2 separate regions of the Rattus norvegicus genome follow, and region 1 is linked to region 2. Evidence: chromatin contacts called from public Hi-C data. All regions are on one chromosome and are shown on one strand. The core of a region is the stretch at or near the end of the contact, and the rest is flanking DNA. Distances in the headings are between cores, read along the strand shown.

The links. Hi-C and Micro-C count contacts between places; a contact is called where the count stands out from the background.
Region 1: a contact with region 2 is called in a Hi-C map of Schwann cells, with 13 times the contacts expected there. The contact joins two enhancer-like sites. A contact is called at or near these places in 11 of 12 Hi-C or Micro-C datasets (the A7r5 cell line, the Rat2 cell line, Schwann cells and 6 more) and 1 of 1 datasets of contacts at active chromatin or transcription factors (oligodendrocytes).

Annotation. Positions count from the first base shown.
Region 1 is chr1:223,305,856-223,310,877 of GRCr8, forward strand. All of the region lies in intron 2 of Gna14 (G protein subunit alpha 14), which reads left to right. Among named protein-coding and RNA genes, the nearest start is that of Gna14, 170 kb to the left of the region's middle. Within about 2 kb of position 1,881, at least 5 of the 93 cell types and tissues checked have an H3K27ac peak or open chromatin away from gene starts, as enhancers often do. A contact at or near this core is called in Schwann cells, where this site is marked.
Region 2 is chr1:222,776,607-222,781,726 of GRCr8, forward strand. No RefSeq gene overlaps it. Among named protein-coding and RNA genes, the nearest start is that of Gnaq, 73 kb to the right of the region's middle. Within about 2 kb of position 2,090, at least 19 of the 93 cell types and tissues checked have an H3K27ac peak or open chromatin away from gene starts, as enhancers often do. A contact at or near this core is called in Schwann cells, where this site is marked.

The sequences.
Region 1 (5,022 bases), core at 631-3,130, 530 kb after region 2:
CAGGCTGGAGGACTTCATGGTCACCCACCCACACATTCCTTCCTCTTTTTAAAATATAAATGTTGCTGTAAAATTATAAAAAAAATGCTGTCTTTTACCCTGCACTAGGTTTGGCACCGCAGTGCCCCAAGCTCTCTGGTAGACGTCTTCATCTCAGTCAGCAAAGCCTCTCACCCGCTCTGCTCCATCCCATATCACACTGCCGGTGGCTTCTCTCTGAGCCTGGCAACAATCTCTCTATCTATCTAGTTCCCAAGGCAGGCTGCCACCATGCCAGACATACGTATGTCTCCAGTCATCACACTCTCTTGAATTCAATTAAATCGCCACATGAAAGAACACACAACACAATAATAACCTCTGATCCAGTTGATAAGATATAATTGACCACTAGACATACAAAGCCCTGTACACATCCATCCCTTAAGAACATTCATAAAAACCCATGAATGTGCGGAGAGGAACCTTAACATCAGCCTCCATGGTCTCTCGGCTGCTTCTCCTACCTTCTCCAGTCTCCTCCCCTCTCTAAAACTTTTCTCCCGCCCATCCTTCCTTCTCGTCCAATGACAGGCCTCATTCTATCTTGTACCTGCCTTCACCTATATAATGACATCCTACATTTAACCCTTTTTGTCTAATTAAAAAAAACTTTTCTTTCAAATATAAGCTGAGCACAGCTATTATCATTTTGTAATTAAAAGCATAAAATATATCTAACACCCAGTCCAACACTTTATCAGTTAAACAGAACATTTAGTTATCCATTCCAGCTTAAGAAAGGCTTAAAATCTATGTTATATTCTGGCTAGCTTGTATACTATCTGATAGCTATCTAATAAGATATGCATTTTCAAAGTCAAATAGCCTGATAGGCTATGAGACTGTAATCAGTCTTCAACCCCATCAGAAATCTGAGAATGACCAAATATCTATACACATAGGAAGCCTAACACAGCTTCCAGAGCTGAGAGGTTGTAGAGACAAATCTCCACTAGCACAGTCCTCTGTTAGCCACATGTGAGCGCAAATCTTCAGCCTTCTGACCCAAAATCAACTGACAGACCCTTGAAATGCAGAAATCTTGAAGGGTTGATAATTCTGTCTTGGCAAAATTATCAGTCAACCATTCTGCATAAGGTGTCCCTTTTTGGACAGTATCAGTCTGTAGATGAAATAGGCAGTTTCTGCCTAGCCACAAAATATTACCTCACCTGGAGGTAGAAATGCTTATTTTCTTTGTTAAATCTAGCAAAGGAGAACTCTTTCTACCCCCCCCCCGCCCTTCTCTCCTTGACCCCTTTTTCCTTCTCTCCCCTTTCCCCTCCCCCTTTCCAGCCTCTCCATTGTCTGTATGTATGTATGTATGTATGTATGTATGTATGTATGTATGTATGTCTTCTATCTGCCCCTACTCCCTTCTCAACTCCCCTTCCCATGGCCTAAATAAACTCTATTCTATACTATACCACCTTGGGGTTGGTACCTCAGGGGGAAGGGATACCTCAGCATGGGCCACCGCGGAGGCACCCCTCCCACCTCACCATACCTTACCCTACCAAAATATATTCTGGTCTTAAAAAGAAAAAGAAAAGAAAACACAACACCCAATGGAGAATGATTCCTTCATAAAACAGACCCCAGATGAATGAATTCAGATATATAGAGGGGGACAGTGGTGTGCTACATGGGTGAATTTAATTATCCAGCTGTTTCCAGGGGTCACAAGCGTTTGTGCATGTGTGTGTGCATGTGTGTGTGTGGGGGGGGGGTCATAGAAGTGTTTAAAGCCCTGCAGATCATCTGGGTTCTGACCCAACAACTTGGCACTGTTGTGGTCAGTGTGAAAGGAGACGGTGTGACAGCCGAGGCTATGTTCCAGAAGAATGTTATTCACAAACTGAGTCAGGGGCTGGATTTGGTCCACCAGCTCCATTTTGACCAACTACACTGCAATCATTCATGTTTCAGAAGTCACTTTGGCAAAAGAGGTTTTGTGAGTCTCTAAGTAGCGTAGACATCACTCTGCCTTCAAGCAATTCCACTTCTTTTCCATTTGAGTACAGGCAGCCCGGTTTCCCCTGCCTCCTCTATACTCAGTGGACACTTTCGACCAACCCTGGCTCACTGAACTGTGTCTAGACGTGATGTCTTCAGCATCCAGACCCAGTTCACAGAACTTCTGCCCGATGTTCCCTGCTCTTTCCACTCTTCTGCGGGCATGGAAGACTCCAGGACCCAGGATGTTGTTAGAGTCACCTGCTGCTGTGAGCCTGGGTCCCAGAATAACAGTGTGCCGTGAAGCTTCTCGCCCCACCCTACAAGGACTCCCACTGGACTGGGCAGGGGCGTGAAACAAATGTCAGCGTTCCGTGGGTATCAGGGTACATATCCGGACAAAGAACAGACACTGAAAGAGAGGGAAAGAGCAGATCTTATGTTTGTTGGACTGAACTGTCTCCTGTAAAACAAACAAAGCTGAAACTAAGGCCACTCCAGAGCCAGACGAGGAGGAGCAAGTTGGTGGCAGGAAACCCTATCTGTCATGGGACACATCACGAGGCCTCTAGGCACATGCGGCCCAACTAACCCCAAAGAAGTGATCACAGGAAGGGCAGCTTTCTTCAGCCACATAGTGAGCCCTGCTTCTGGTGGGTTCCACTGTCTTGGTGGATTCAAACTGCCTTAGGTTTAAAATACTTAAAACATAAAACCCAGGGCCTGTTCTGAACACGCAGACACCTCCCCCGTTTAGTGTTTTCTGAGATATGGTTTCTCTGTATAGTCCTGGCTGTCCTGGAACTTACTGTGTACACCAGGCTAACCTTGAACTCACAGGTCTGCCTGCCTCGGCCTCTCCAGTGCTGGGATTAAAGGCATGAGCCACCATATGACTGTTTCTTTTGTCATCATTCCCTTCCAGGAGTATCTGGCCTTTAGAGATTGTCACATGACATCATCTACAAAAACCATGCATGGAAGTTGGGCAATCAGGTTACAAACCAAAACCAAAAACAACAACAGCAGCAACAACAACAACAACAACAACAACAACAACAATAACAACAACACCCTGTTTGTAGTAAGTTTGTGATTTCGGGTTAGGCTGTAGTCATAGCTGTCCTGAGTTGCATGTGTCCTATGGACCTCAGCCTGGACACAAGTGTCTAAGTAAGACATATAACAACTCGTGAAAGCATTTACATTGGTGGTTTACGGGGTGTGAGCAGGTCCTACAAAATGCTCTGAAATCTTAAAGAGGATCTTGGTCGTCCTTGGGATTTAGTATTCATGGGGTGTGGGGGTTCTGGAAAGTATTCCTGGAGAACACTCGGAGTCAACTACAAACTCAAGGATTGGAGTCCATCTTCCAGATGCTCTCTGATACCTTATGCCTTCAATGCGCTTCTCCATCCTAGAACTCGAAGGTTCTTAGGAGAAGGAGTGTCTTGCGAAATGTGGTGTAGCAGAGAATCCCTGCTCCCCGCCCCCATTTGGGAAGTGCTGTCAGTAATGGCCAGCACAGCCAGGTTTGTGGTGGCAAAGGTGTGAGGGGTTGTGTGAACAGCACCCTTCTTCCATCCCTCCGTATCCTCTGGTAGAAATATGAACCTATCCCTCTACCCATCTCTAACTCTAGTTGCTCTTTTTTCTTTGATCTCTTAACATCTGTGTAAGGGTCTGGTGTATTCCCACCCAAAGACACTTCTGTATTAAAATATCCAAGAGAGGGGCTGAATAGTCCCAGAAGCAAGCCCAGGTTCAGCATGGAGGACTACTCACAGGTCAAGCAGTGAGACTGGCTAAGATTATCATTGCTAAGATAATTTAGAGACACTGATGCCCAAGATGTTTGTTTCACCTGAACCCACGATGACAGGGAATTCCGACTGTAAATAGAATCAGGAGAACTTTAATGGAGGCATCGGTGTATCACTTTGGGTTTGACTGAGACTGCCCTGGAATGGTGAATTCATTACAGGGACCATGCTGTGGAGTGGAGAGGAAGGCACTGAAAGCCGCTGCCTCTGTGTATCTGTGTATCTGGCAGTGTGGGTGTAAAGTTTGTATGGATCAACAAGGCTGAGAGTTGGGAAGAAAACCTGGATGTGAATCAGGGGATGGGAGCCCATGAGGAGGGTGTAGACCCCTCCCTCTCCACCTTGATAAAGCAAGTGACTTAGAAGAGCAGGCATGCTCTCTCATAGAGCTGCCCATGTGTCTATGTTGGCTGTGAACCTGAACCAGGATTTGGAGAAATTGAGCATGATTTAAGCAGGGTTTTGGCAATGTTGAGGGCCCAACTGATGCCTCACGCCAATGAGGTTGTCTAGAAAACCAGCCATAGTGTGTGCAAGCTGGAGTGGATCTCTGGTTTTCCAAGCTTGTGGCTACTTCTCCCCTTCTGTGTCCCAAAAGATTCAATGTCTTTTCATGGTTAACTATAATCTAGAAACATGTAGAAAGGGATGATAGAAACCATCATTACAGCTTAGTCAAGGCCACAGACCCTGCCTTTCACCTGGTTTATCAACATTCACCATGTGCGTGTATGTGCATGTGAATAGAGAGAGCACCTATTCACAGCTGACTGGTATTTCCTTGGTAACAATGCTTGCAAGACTTCAAAAGTCAATGGCTGCAGAGTCTCAAGGTCTCACTCAAGCTTTAGCAGAATGTGCAGTGGACTCTGCACATGGACAGAGCTCTGAAAACGTGGGTCAGAGACTGTACAAAAATTGACAATCCTGTTCTTCAGGGAACTTCGATTTTGAAATGTGTGCGTGTGTGTGTGTGCACACATGTGTGTTTTTACCACCACTTTTAAAACAAAGTTCTCTGTGTTTATGGCTATTGGATGTCAGTAGACCTTTCCAATAGTATCTAGTTAAGGTTTTATCATTGGTAACATAGAAAATGGATATTAGATATTAATTTTAATTAAAATGTCAGCTGGAGAAATTTGTTCAAGAGACCTCCCATACCGCCTGTTGATTGTTAGTGTTGGTGTATTATTTCCTC
Region 2 (5,120 bases), core at 840-3,339:
TAAGCAAGGCCACAGCAATTGGGTTCTCCAGGAATCCTGAGGCTCCGGGAAGCAATGCACCTTTGGGTTAAGAGACAAAATTCTACATTAGCGACTCAGGTTAATTCGGCCAAGAAGACTTAAGAAACACAAGGTCCAGGACCCTCCCTTTGTATCCAGGTGCGAGCCAGTACAGGTCCAGCAGCTGTATTCTCCACACTCAATCTCCACTGTTCTCAGAGCAATAAGCAGGCTTGTTTCCCTCTAACAAATACAGCTGCTGGCAACTCAGGACACTGGCAGTGTGGCTGCTGTCCCCTCTCTTATGAAGATATATCTGAAGATGAGACAGTCTTGTTCAGGAGAACCTTACAGAAAAGCCACCACATACAACTTTACATAGCTGTGTGTGTGTATGTGTGAGTCACAATTTCTTGGGACTCATATTTAAGTAGGAATCATACATGAAAAATGCCACACATGATTTTTTGCTTGGAGGAAAAATTCTATAAGTAACAGCATTACTGTCCTAGATAAATCAGGTTAGGGAGATGGCCATGTGCTGAATTGCTATGGAGGACCCAAGTGGCGGGGGTCTCAGTTTGCTCCAGAAGAGGTGTGTGAGAACAGACAGCCCCATGTATGTCATTCCTCTTGGGAACTGCTCTCTGCAGAAACTGCCGAGGTCAGGTGTTACAGGGCTACCATGATAGAAAAACAAATATGCTGATTATTCCGATTTACTTTTTAAGTGAATTACTGAAGCACCGAGAGCCAAGGATGTGGTCATGTCTTATTCAGCAAACATTTTTAAAATATTTAAGTCAGTGATCTATGTGTTGGGCACATCAGTAAACAAAAGGGACAGAGATATCTGCCTATTTGGGGTTAAAAATTCTAGTGGAACGAATACCCAGGGACATAACTACTAGATTAGACAATAGTTTGGAAAGCCATGACACGCCACAGACAGGGCACAGTGTGGTAAGGGGTTGGGGGTGGGGCAGTGCTACAGAGGGGCTGGGGGTGGGGGTGGAGCAAGTTGCCAATTTAAACAGAAATGACAGAGTAGACTCTGTGGACCAGGTCATGCTGGAGTAAGTGTTTGCAGCAGCTAAAGGGTTAGGTAAGTGGATGGGAAGGTGCTCCTACCAGGCTTGTATTAGGAATAGCACAGCTATGGCCAGAGCTAGATAGACAAAGAGGAATTCAAAAGGAGCCAGAGTCGGAGAAACATTGGGGAACCTTGCCTGTGCAGGGTCTTCTTGGCCATATGAAGGACTTTGACATTTATCAGAGTAAAACCGGAGGCTTGGAAGGACATTAAGTAGAGAAATTAAGAGCTGAGAAGCGTTCTACGAAAGCCATTCTGGTTTCTGAGAATTGTCTCTTGGAAAGACAGTTGGATAAAAAGACCAAGGGGGAGGCTGAAGCAAGGCTCCAGGCGAGGAGAGGGATATGTGATGGAGCAGGGCTATGAGTGAGAGGACCCAGTGAGAACACCACGCAGTTACTCAACTGCAGTGAGAGAGAATTTCCATCATCTGAGATGAGAGAAATCTCAAATGGAAGAGGTTTAAGGAAGAAAAGGAGAACTTTGTTTTTAGACACAATTGTGGCGTCTCTCAGGCGTCCAAGTAGACATGTCCAGAAGGCAGCTGCCTGTGTCTCAAGAAGCACGCTGGTCACAAGATAGAAATGTGGGGTTTGTTGGCATATGGATAAAAGAATTCATTAAGAAGTTGAGCGCACAAGGAAAAGAAACCCAAGCATTGCTCCCTGGGGGAAGATGAGAAGACCTGGGAGATGGGTACTGAGACAGACGGAAGAAGAAGAGACAGAGGGACCCAAGGCAAATGAAAAAGGGTGTGGGTATACTGGACGCCAAGGAAAACCAAGTTAAAAGGAGGTGGTCAAATGCCAGAATTGCAGAATAGTAACACCTGCATGATAGTCTAAATGAAAAAATTTGTGCGAATTCCTAATCACAATGTTTGGTTCTAGGAAGGGCTCAAAAATCACACTTGGTATTTTTATACCTGTTCCCGAGAAAAAGAAAACAAAACCTCACTATAAAGCTGCCCAGTTCCTACGATGACCTCCAGAGGGCACTCGAGGACTTTCTTCCCTGTCAGTTTTAGGCGTGAGGTAAAATGGATTCCCAGAGCAAACAGTTCTTCATCTGAAAGGCTCGAAGATCCAATGCAGTGGGTGTCAAATGTCTGTGTGGACAAGAATTGCTTGGTCCTGTTAAAATGCTGACCCGAGCCAGGGAGATGGCTCAGTGGGTGAAATCACTGGTTTGGCACCCCTTTTGATCTGTAATCTTAGTACATCTGTGTTGAGATTCGAGGAACATGGCTGGAACCTTACCGCCGCTCCTGGATGAGACAGTGGGGCAGAAACAAGAAAGATTATGCTGCATAGTGGTGATAGGTCTCAAAGAAGCCCAGGACAAGTATCACTCAGTACCTGTGGCGCCTTCCAGCAGTTCTCACCCAGTCTGCTACGCTAACCCTCTGGGGGAGGGGGAGGGGGAGGGGGACGGGGAGGGGTGCGCGTCTGCTTTACCTTCCCGAGCCTGATCGCTATATAACTCGGCCATTTTGGCTACTCTGGTCTCTTGGCTTGGGTGCCTCTCATAGTCGCATGTTCTTCTCTTGCTCCCGTTCCCCATCTCTCTTCAGTGTTCTAGTTTAGTCTGTCAGCCATGTATAGCCTGGACTCTTCCCTCTGCATGCTTTCTCCCCTATATCTACAATAAATCTTCTAGTTATGTCTTGTTAATCCCACGGGTGTTGGGGGGTTGGATAAGGCCACTACCACAACTTTAAAGCCATATTTGAAGCAAACTTTAGTTAAATACTGGTCAGGAAGATATCTATCCGGGTCCATTTCTGGGTTCCAAGAAAATGGCCACGAGTCACACTTTGCAGAAGCTAAAACCCCACCAGGCCACTATATTTCCCATCAAATCTAATCAGGGACAAGCATACATCCTGACATATTTCCTGTCCACATACCTTCTGCCCACTCATGATCAAACACGTCCAATGTAATAGGTCAAACAAACATAAGACAAACAGAAACTTACTCTTGTCTTGACTGCAAACAGAACTCTTAACCTGCAAGGTATGTTTTTCCTGTTTCAGTCTCCCAGTAACAGGCAGGGCGAGCCGCTCCTGCCTGCTCCTGTGTTTGGTTTCACACTCCTCCTTTTTTATTTCATTTTTCTTCCATTCAGGTGGAAGGCAGGAGTCAACACCTGAAAATTGTTCCCAAATGCAAACATGCTTGCATTCACATAAAACAGATAAAGACAAATACAAAGACCATCTTTAAACATAGGTTCACAAGAGGCCCAAACTGCTACTGTCTAGAATCTTGACTTTTTTTTCTCTCCATCAGTCAAAGAATTAAAAGGCAGAGAAAAAAATCCTTTAGCATGACAAGTAGCAATGGAGAAATCTCGAATACTATTTGTGCTGGCTGATTTTTGTGTCAACCTGACACAAGCTAGCTTCATCTGAAAGGAGGGAATCATAATTGAGAAAATGCCTCCACCAGATCCAGCTGGAGGGCATTTTCTTAATTAGTGATCTATGGGGGAGGGCCCAGACCACTGTGTCATGTGTGTGTGTGGGGGGTGGTATCCCTGGGCTGGTGGTCTTGGGTTCTATAAAAATGTAGGTTGAGCAAGCCATGGGGAGCAAGCCAGTAGGTAGCACCCCTCCGTGGCCCCTGTATCAGCTTCTGCCTCCAGGTCACCGCCCTGTTTGAGTTCCTGTCCTGACTTTAATGATGGACTACAATGTGAAAGTATAAGTCAAAACCCTTTCTTCCCCACCTTGCTATTTTAATCACAGCAACCGAAATTCTAAGTCACCATTTAAGTTTCCGAAGGGTCTTCCTCCCCTGTAATAGTGTTGGTGAGTTTGGACAAAGACATGTCCTAATGTGGCCTTGAACTTGTTGAAACACTCCATCAGTGGAGACCCTATTGGCAGGAGGAAAAAAAACCCCACAGAGTCTTCCTTTGTTTTAAGCTTCTAGACTTTTGTCTCAGGTCATGAGGGAGAGAAAGAAGTCAGCCATCTTGGAAGTTCACCATCTTTAAAATCTATCCATGGCCTCTTTGCCTATCTGTCTGCCTAATGCGGAGTCTAACTCCTAGATTCTCAAACCACCAGAGATTCTGACTGCATAAATCAGAGGTAGACTGGAGGACTTGTTTTTTTTTTTTCCACCTGGAGGAATTCTTATACATATGCTGCCACATTGCCCAAGTAGGAGAGCCAAAAATAAATTAGAAGAACTAGCCTATAACAAATATTCTATCCCTGTTGTTTTCTTGACTTCAGAATAATTTGTACATATCTCTTCTTTCCAACATGGAGGTAAGTCAGCCTCCTAGGAACTGGCAGGTCTCACCAAGACACAGGTGGAATGGATGGCTTGGGCTACTTTTACCTGTCTACATCAGAGGACAGAGTGGTGGCTGCCGTTCCCCATCTGGCCTCCAAACCTGTTGTGTTTGGCCTGAACAGAGTTGGCCTGCCTAGTGTCTTAATAATATTTGGGGTTTGTTCAACATTTAAGACTCAGGTTTCACGTTCGACCCTGGTTCCCTTCATTTGTGGAATGATAAGGGATGAAACATAGGGCTCCTCGGCCCTACGTCACAAAACAGCTTCTTTAGATGGCCATGACTGTAATTTGCCAAGACTCACATCTCTCTCTATTATTACCAAATCAAAACCGAGTTTTACTTGTCCATTTATGATAATCTTATATTTGTGGTTTCCTTAATGGCAAAAAGAAATGAAATATTTATTTGGAAAGTAAGGTCATACTAAGAAGGTCTAATGTTTCACTGTTTTGGTTTTTCCTTCCTCATAGCAGAGCTCTTCTGACCTTGGCATTACCTGTCTGGGCTTCTCCAGTGGACTGTTTCTGATCTATTTCTTAATCCAGAGTGGAGGAAGGTTGTCTCCAAGAGACAAAATGACGTGGGATAGAAGATGCACATCCATTGGTGCAAGGGCGTTGGTGAAGGTTTTTTTTTTTTTATTTTGGAGGGGTCTTGTGAATGGTGATAACCAGCTTGAAGAGTGGCCCTATGGAGAGAGTAGCCTGCCTGT